Regions from separate parts of the Mus musculus genome. Here region 1 is linked to region 2. A link is a contact called in public Micro-C data. All regions are on one chromosome and are shown on one strand. The core of a region is the stretch at or near the end of the contact, and the rest is flanking DNA. Distances in the headings are between cores, read along the strand shown.

Evidence for each region. Hi-C and Micro-C count contacts between places; a contact is called where the count stands out from the background.
Region 1: a Micro-C map of muscle stem cells shows a contact between it and region 2, with 4 times the contacts expected there. The contact joins two enhancer-like sites. A contact is called at or near these places in 3 of 484 Hi-C or Micro-C datasets (the C2C12 cell line, adipose-derived mesenchymal stem cells and muscle stem cells) and 3 of 115 datasets of contacts at active chromatin or transcription factors (embryonic fibroblasts and embryonic stem cells).

Annotation. Positions count from the first base shown.
Region 1 is chr12:71,478,472-71,483,478 of GRCm38.p6, reverse strand. No RefSeq gene overlaps it. Among named protein-coding and RNA genes, the nearest start is that of 4930404H11Rik, 60 kb to the left of the region's middle. Within about 2 kb of position 1,503, at least 54 of the 459 cell types and tissues checked have an H3K27ac peak or open chromatin away from gene starts, as enhancers often do. A contact at or near this core is called in the C2C12 cell line and muscle stem cells, where this site is marked.
Region 2 is chr12:71,414,335-71,418,816 of GRCm38.p6, reverse strand. No RefSeq gene overlaps it. Among named protein-coding and RNA genes, the nearest start is that of 1700083H02Rik, 32 kb to the right of the region's middle. Within about 2 kb of position 1,661, at least 19 of the 459 cell types and tissues checked have an H3K27ac peak or open chromatin away from gene starts, as enhancers often do. A contact at or near this core is called in the C2C12 cell line and muscle stem cells, where this site is marked.

The sequences.
Region 1 (5,007 bases), core at 254-2,753, 65 kb before region 2:
TCACAAATGGAACAGAGGTGTTGTCATTAAATGGCTAACTTGACTAAGCACAATGGGTGTTTTTCCCCCCAGCACTTTCTTCTCTATCTGGTGTTTTTCTGTCTTCAAGATACTGTATCTCCAAATTCTTCTGGTTTTTCTCTCCAGTGACTCCACCGAAGCAGGAAATCACAGAAGTTGATTCCTTGAAAAGAAACTTCCTCACTGGCCAGCAGGCTGTCGACTATTGAAAAACTGCTCAAGTTGCATGCGTCAGCTCCACTTCACCTTAACACTACTTGCATTCCTGCTTCAAGCTTGGACCAGGATGCAGGGGTCCCATAGGAAAGCCAGAAGCCAGAATACCCACGGAACACCCAAGATGGATCACCTAATTTGTGTGTAAGAGAAGGGCTAATATGCCTCGTGCATTCATTCTGGAATACTCCAAGGGACCCTGGATACCTGGGATCACCATCCTGAGCTAGCTGGGCACTGCTGCTCAGGAAGTATAGGCACCAGGCATTGCTAGGGGACCACTCAGAAGACATACACCCCCTGTTGCCCCAGTCACTGAAATCCTCCTGTTGGAGAAGGGCTCCCTCTGTTTGTGTCTAGCACGTGAGTCTCTGGACAGTGTGTCACTGAAGACCAATTTATCCCAGCTTGGTGGCCTGGTTTTTACTCAAGGCCTTCCCTTCCCCTGCTCTCTTCTGGCCCCTCCTTTCCTCTTTTTTTTTCTTCTTGTCACTCCCTCCGACTTCCAACTTCCTTCCCACCCCCCTCCTCAGGGAGCTAAACAATGATTCAAGTCTCCTATCAGTCCAGTCAGGGCCTCTCTTCCACCCTCACAGGTAAAGCTTTGATATGAAAGTTCTTCCTCCCAAGGGACAGATCTCACCAGATCTCCTTAGGGTTCTGGAAAATGAATGTCCTCAGGTCTACACATTGTGCCTAAGCTGAAGTCCCTGGTGAGGCCCTTGTGTGACATCTCAACCCTAACAAAGGCTCCTCCCTTCCCTTGGAAGTGATCAGACATTGGCTTGAAAATAAAGTCACGTTGATCAGAACACATCGTAAAGAACAAAGAGAGTTTGATTCAGGAGACAGAAGACCACCCAGGGCAGGCAAACAATGAAAGGCTAAGAGAACAGAAAAGAGAAAAACACAGGAAGGAAGTACAGAGCCATAGGTTCTGACTAGCACAAGGCTTCCAGTGAAGTATTGGCAAGAAGAGTCAAAACAGCTTTCATCCCTCACAAGGCCACATCAGTCACTCCTAGTGAGAATAGAACCCAGACTCCACTCCAGAGCCTTTTGCACAAAAAACGTGCGAGGGCTTGCTTTTTACTGTAATCCAGGCGAGTCAGGGGAGGGAGAGAGTAAGGTATATTCATTACACCGCCCCACCCCCTCAGACGCAAAGTCCCCGCAGTTTGATTTCACTGATCATAACAGGCTGTTGTGTGGTGATGCGGATGGTTGCAGCCTGCCAGCATTTGGCCCTTTCTGTGGGTTTAATTATTCCCTGGTAATAACTTCTCCCTATTTCTATGAAGAACAGATGATCAACAGTACCAGCTCAAGGCCCTGTGTGCCACGCAGGAGGCGGGTACAGCTTCTTCCAAACACGGGTTTATGAATGTCATGTCCACGTTATTACATTCTCACTGCAAAGCTCTAATATCAATAATAACAGTCTTTCCATTACAAATATTTAAATAAATGCTTTCCATGTGAAGCAGGAGTCATTATTATCAATATTTGGGTGAACAAGAATCCTGGTGACAGCTCCAACAGCTGCGTTCAGCTTTGGCTCAAAAACAAAACACAGAAAAGCTCCCCAGTGAGAAACAAGGCAGGGTTTGATGAGTTCCACTCGGCTCTTCAGTTACAGATTATTAAAAGATGAATTATAAAATTGGCACAATAGTGGCCATACACATTCTTTCTGGACAGCGTCATCTCCAAGGCTCTGATACTCACTGAGGAATCTTCAAATCACAGAACAATTCGCCTCTCTAATTCAAACAGACAGTGTTTGTAAAGCTGCCACACACCATTAGCACGTGAGCTTCCCTGAGCGAGGGTGTCATTACTTACCACAGACAGCCATGGTTACTGATGGCACCAAGACAATTTAGATGACACAAAGGTCTGGGCATCACCCTATCCTGATAGGACGTGAGATGAAGGCAGGTAGGCAGTACTTTCAGAATATCTAACGAGTGGCTTTGGACTAAGGTGTTTTCCTAGCCAGACACGGGATTTGGCAGTGTATGGTTGTGAATTCTGGGTAAAATTTAATAATATTAATGCTGACTCTATTAGAATGGAGACTATTTCTAGTAGAACACACTAAGCAGTTATCCATTTTCAGAGTGCCTGCCTTAGTCAGGATTTATCAGAAAAAAAGAAACAAACACACACACAGGGGTGCGTGTTATATTTATTTTTGAGAAGTTGGCTCATATAATTATGGGGCTGGCAAGTCAGAAACCACTAAAGCAAACTGGGAGGCCAGGAAGTCAGTGAGAGTCGATGGTGTGGTCTTGACATTGAAGTCTACAGGCCAGGCTGGGGGATAGGAGAGGTTCTCAGGCCAGATTTGTGTGTGGTATTCTTGGAGCAGAATGGATCCTTGAGGAAGCCTCAGCCTTTGCTCTAAGGCCTTTCATTGATTGGATGGGCCCACCCATGTTGTAGAAGATAATCTGCTTCACTCAAAGTCTACTAATGGCAAGCATCAGTCATTTCTAAAAATAGCAGCACAGGAAAATCTAGACTGTTGTTTGATTCATGAAGTATTTATAGTACAGCCTAATCAAGTTGGTATATAAAACTGACCATTACTCTAACATTTTTGTAAATGTATCGGCTGGAAATTGGATGTGTATGTTATGAAAGTCAGCATCATTTCACAACTCAGCTGAGGAGAACTGAGGTCTTCTGATTCATTTGTTCACAAGCCATGGCATCCTCCAGGGCATAAAGTCACCAGACGTTCTTCAGAGTGGAAGGGGCAGGTGCACAGGATTGCCATAAGTCTCTGCCCCTGCCTCCCTTCATCCTATAGTACTTTGCCTGATATCTTAGCTCACCCGTTACTTGATCCTCTTGTTCACCAGGCTACTTTTCCATCTGTGTGGTTCCCAGAGAACCCCCCACCCCTTGTCATGAGCAGCATGGCTTCCCTCATGGATATGCAGAAGTGGCAGAGAGGATGGTAGGAACAGAGCTCTCCACACTTACTCAGTTCCTTGGTCAGCATTGCAAAGCATGGATAGAAGAGACTTTAAAAGACTTTGCTGCAGGTTTGGAGCTAGCTGCAGGATGCCGCTGCATATAAATGAGAGCAATGCTGAGCTTGCCTGGTCAGCAGCCCTTGTAAAGGACAGTCCCTAGGATACAGCTCGGTGCCAAGCTTGATTCCCTGCCTTCAGTTCTATCCTTCTCATACCCCCCACATAAGATATTAACTACTTTTGTACTATGACCAAAGCATCCGAGAGAACAGTTGAGAGGTAGAAGGCATAATTACAGTCTCACAGGCTTCAGATGACAGTCTCTTGTTCCCTGTGCTTGGGCAGAGCATGGCAGTGGGAGCAGGGTAGGGAGGACGGTCCACTTCATAGAGGACAGAGAGCAAAGAAGGGCCTGGGAATCAGAATCTCCCTTAAAGGTGTGACTCACCTCCTCCAGCCAGGTCCCCAGTCCTGACCTCCCAAAATAGCACCAGCAGGAGGGGATCCAGCTTTAAAACATGAGCTCCTGGGAAACACTTTATATTCAAATCCTGACAGAGGGAAAAGCCCTTCTGACCTTCCCCACAGTGAACTGCCAGTCGTCTAGGACTTAACCCTCCCAGGGAAAAATGTGGTCTTCCACAACCTTCAGCGACACCCTCGCAGTTCGATGTTCCAGGGTAGTGTTGCTCAGTAGCCCAGGCTAGGCTTGGCTGATCTGACAACAGTGTGCCTTCCTGGCAATTCTTCTAACTAACCTTCAAGAAGACACACACACACACACATGGTACAGACATACTTTATCCCAAGAACAAAAACAGTTCTGAAAAGCAGCATGGTCCAAATCTACATTAAGAAAGAAAAATATTTTCTTCAAACAGATACCAATCTGCCAAGATTTCCTCTGCCCACAATAGTAAGAGTACTTTATATTACAGAGCCTAGAGACTTCAGTTCCTTTTTCATAGTCTCTCCATTTCTGATGGCCCTTGGGAATGACAAGGGGTCGGCTCTTCTCACAAGAACAGGGCACAGCACAGGCCTTTTTTAACTGTGAGGCCTCTTTCTCTGAGTCATCGCCTAAGAGTCTTGCCTAGTTGTTATCATGGCACATGAAAATTTCATGGCATGAAAAGTCACACACTACATTAAGATAAATGGGGGTTCATAAAAGAGGCTGCTGCAGGCTGGTCTGCCATCCCAGGAAGTGGTTGCTACAATATCTCAGCAGGTGCGTTTCCTACATGCTGTACCCCAGGAATCGCAGCAAACCTAGAAGGAGGCTCTCTCTCCATGATGCAAAGGATCAGCCCAATACCCAATACCCATCCTGTATTTGTGTTGTGTGAGTGTGTGTGCATGTGTATGTATGCATGTGTGTATGTGTGCATGTATATATGTGTGCACATGTGTGTGTGTGTTTATGCTCATGTGTGCATGTAGATGTGTGTGTTCATCTTCAGGATGATGGAACTATCCTCTCCCAATATCTCTGGCAAAGAGAAAGAGAAGAAAATCAAGAAAGGTTTTTCTCACCATCATCAGCAATGCCCAAAAATCTGGGCTGAAAAGCTGGTTTATTAGACAGACATTCTTCATAAGCCAAAGATATTTGTCCTCTGCCCTATTTTCCAAGTAGAGGTGTTGTGGATCTAAATAGCTAACTGGAGAGCTTGACTGCCCTTTTGGTGGAAGGAGGGGAAAGCCACCTATAGCCTACTGCTCTGAACACTTCCGATGGCTGGAGCAGCGTTCGGGGGAAAGTTAAGATAACTCTAGTACC
Region 2 (4,482 bases), core at 412-2,911:
GGAAACAGTAATATTTCTATATTAATATATTATTTAAGGTATGTTGTGCACCTCTGTTAATAAATTAGATGTTAGCTAACATTTTACTATTCCATCCGTGTGTCTAAAAGTACACTTTAGAGAAACTCAAACTGGCCAAATGCTTTTCTTGGTATTAGCTGCCATGTCTTTAATTGATGCTGTGTGCTAGTTGAGCATAATGGGACTTCACGTAAGAGCAAAGACAAATGAATCACTCGGAGCTTTTGGGGGGGGGGAGGGGAGGAGAAAGGACAGAGGCAGAGAAACCCAAAGAGGGAACTTTAAAATCAAGAGCCAGCTTTTGAAATCACTGTCAGCTGCGTTTGGACTCTGACGTACCGCCCCCAGTCCAACCCCTTTGGAACACATTATCCAGAAGGTCTTCTCAGGATGTTCTTGAAGGTCCTGGCTCTGACTCAAATCCCCTGTCCTCCAGACTCCATGCAGTGAGGCCTCCAGAGAACGTAGTGTTTTGTTTCCAGCGTCTCTGGAAGCATGAAGAGGAAGCTGGAGCTAGGAGCTGTCACAGACTGAAGAAGTCAAAACCTTACAGTAATGAAATGATGCAGGGGCGGGTCATGTGGGCCACATTTCTCATTCAGCAAAAAGTATGACAGCATCCCTTTACCCGTCTGCATTGGCATTCCCAAAAAGAGGAATTTCCTTTAAGATCTTAAAAAAGCTTGGCAGACATTTTTCTCAGGCTGGGTAGAACAAATGGTTCAGTTCCTGTTGATGGTCCAATCAAGGTAACTTTAACAATCTTAATATCCTGTGCATCGTTTGGGGTGACTGCTGGCTCAGACTTAAAGTAGACATGTGTTCACACTTTGCTGGCATTACCACCTCTACCAGAGACATCTGTACTCTCCTCCCTGACTCCATGTCATATGGTCACCATCAAAGGTCACCCCAACTGAAAATCCATTTGCAGGAAGTATGCAGACTACAAACCACACAGGAGAGGAGAGCTGTCAGGCCCAAGCACAGCACCTCCAAAGCAGGCCCCACAACCAAGAAGATGGTGACTCGGCCTCAAGACTACGCTTCCTCCTTTTTAGTTCTGTCATGTTTTAAGCCACATACACATTAATAGGTCCTAAATAGCATTCTGCATGAGATTTTTAAGCTTAAAGAGTATATAATTACCATGTTAAGTCAAAACTTGGTATGTGTCTATGTGTATGCATAGAATGTATATGTTCATGTGTGCATAGTGAATATGTACTATGTATGTATAGTATGTGTGTATTTGTTTTATATATATATGTATATATATAACATACATACATATATATCGTGTGTATGAGAGAGAGAGAAAGAGAGAGAGACTTATGAATGTGTTCATAAGTGCAGAGTGTGTAGGTAGTGTGTGTGGTGTGTATATGTATAGTACTTGTGGTACATGTATGTACAACGTGTTTGTGTGTGTGTGTGTGTGTGTGTGTGTGTGTGTGTGTGTGTGACAGGCTGATCTATGCAACTGTGTCACTTTTCACTGAGGGAGAAAGACAGCAGAGAGAACAGTAACCAGTGAGGCCCTGACTTCTGGTCTGTGGGAAACACCGTCTAAAATCTGTCCCGGCAAGAATATTCTCATGCCTGCCTCATGAGGTATTCCAACCACAAAAGCTGCAATGTGGCTCTGATTCACACAAAATGAACAAATCCTCAGCTTCTGTGTCCCATGAGGTCACCTCTAGCTGCTTGCTTAGGGTTTTAACTTCTGGAACTAACTTTTTTTTTCAGTTGCTTAGTCAAGAGAGAGAGAGAGAGAGAGAGTTTCCCTACATTAGCTGAAAACTTTAAATCATATTGTCTTTCTTATTGTTAACATTTTAGTTAATCAGGACGTCTTAACAGTTTCACGTTTTCTTCATAGTTCAACCCCCGCCTCAAGTTATCTTCCTCAAAACATCTTTGGATAAGCAGGAAGAATTAATGACATGGGCTGAGAGTTAAATCTTGGTTCAAATCTATATTCTGCCATTTATTAGCATTATGACCTTTGGTGTGTTAATTAACCTCCGTGAGAGTTATAACATCCTCCTATCAGCATTGTGATTAAGATTTAAATGATGGGAGAAGTTAAATTAATTGAATCCGGTAACTGTCGCAGAATAAATATATAAGTGGTATTTTAAAGTGTGGGTTTTTTTTTTAAATCTTTTCCATCATCACCAGATTATCCAAAACTTGAGTTTGAAAATAAGAAGTATTAACAAACACGTGTAACAACAGGAACCCCACACACACCATGTCTAACTGCAGGGGAAGTGTAGCAGATGAAAGCCACATGATCCTGAGATGATAATGTCTATGGCAGAAAAACCAGAGTATCACTCCATTTTTGAAGAGCAGGAGGAAATGAAATAAATAATATTTTATATGTATATGTTATTAAGTGTGCAAAGGAAAATAACACAAAATTCAGGAGGTGACCTAGGACTTTCAAACGGGTTGTTAAATGACAGTTTGATGACAGCGCAGGTCGTGGGAGTCGATAGTGAGGATGGTGTGCTTATTTCTTGAATGGGGATCGGTAGCCTCGTCCTATAAGGAGCAAGCGAGTAAATAGTTTAGGTTTTGTGGTTGGCTTTTCTAACGCTGTGATAGTACACCATGACCAAGATCCTTACAAAGGAAAACATTTACTTAGGGCTAACAGTTTCCGAGAATCTATGACCATTGTGGTATGGAGCAGGGAAGCAGGCAGGTACTGGAGCTGGAACCGAGAGCTTTCATCCTGACTGACCCACACACATGAGGCAAAAAGAGCTAGCTGGATGGCATGGGCTTTTAAAACCTCAAAGTTCAACCTAGGTGCCTGCTCCAACAAGGCTCTCTCTCTTAATCCTTCCCAAACAGTTCAACCAACTGGGAGTCAACTATATGAGTATTTATATGAATGAGCCCATGGGCCATTCTCATTCAAACCACCACAGTGGACCACAAGTTCTCTCACATTACTTTGTTTAGTTGTTGTTTTTTTCATAAAGCTTTTAAAATATAATAACTAGGTCACAAAAATGTCTTAGAAAATAAAAAAAATTCATTGCCAAGCTGATGACCTCTGAATTCAGTCTACAAACCACATGTGGTATAAGGAAAGAACCACACCCTGAAAGCTGTCTTCTGACCTCCACATGTGTGCCCCGGAACAGGCCACGAGACTACACACACATGCGCGCACACACACACACACACACACACACAGACACGCACACGCACACGCGTACACACACACACATACACACACACACACATACATACATACACACACATACACACACACACACATACGTACATACACACACACACATACATACACACACACCAAATAAAAAGAAAAGTGCAATTTTCAGATAATGTATAAGCCAAATCAAAAGTCAATTCAACAAGCTTTCACTCTCTTGGCAGCCCCTCTTGGGCCAACTTCAACATAAGAAAAGAAACTTTATTTTTCCTGTTTCTAAAGTTAAAAAAAAATTGAAGAAAAAAAGCTATTAAATGCTCTGGAACTCTTGGGTATTCTAAACAGACCATAAACAAACTCTAAACCCCAAAGCTAATGCTACAGACATAGCTAAGACTGAGTCTTGGGCAGCAGAGATCAAAGACAAAATTCACAGGTCAATTTCTATTTTAGCAACGTGATAAAGATCATTACTAACACCATGAAATGAGTGTCTGCTCTCAAGTGAGAGCCCTACTATGTGCCAGGCACTGGTCTCACCTATGTAACTGCCACTTATTATCCACAACAATCTCACATGGTAGATGTTGTTACTCACCCAATTTTATCATGGTGAAAACCTAGATGTTTGTTCAAGGTCACATAGCTAGGGAGTAATGGGGCCAGTAATGGCCAGTTGGGTCTGGAGCCTACCCTTCTAACCATGAAGGCATTCTAATTGTTTAGTATATTTGTGTCCTACCACAAATAAAGTGGCATTTTTATCTTCATTCTACAGATAAAGAATGTGGCTATGCCACTGGCCTTACCCTAGCAGTTTAGCTGGAAGCTTGAATGGGGGCTGCTACTTGTACTGGTGACAGCTTGCTTCAAGCATTTTGCAAGTCTCAGCTTGCTGGTGGTGGGAAAAGAACTTAATAAAAGCAGATACACTGTAGCCTGACTTTTAGCTACTTTGTGGGTTCTTTTTCCTTCCACTTTTCCCCACCTTCAATTCCCTAACACTAAGTAGGAGAGAAAAAAAGGATAGAGGGGAAAGAGAGCCAGGATACCAAAGACTACTTTCTGCTGATTGGGGGCACTGAGTTTCTTGGGACAATTTTGATCCTTGCCGTCCGTCGGGATATCTAATTTCTTCTTTCTTTCTTCTTGCTCACAACTACTTGACAAACCACAACCAACAACATCCAACCACCAACCAGCCAACCAGTGGGGGTTTTGGAATTAATATATCCTCTGAAATGTACCCAGAATTCCAAATGTCC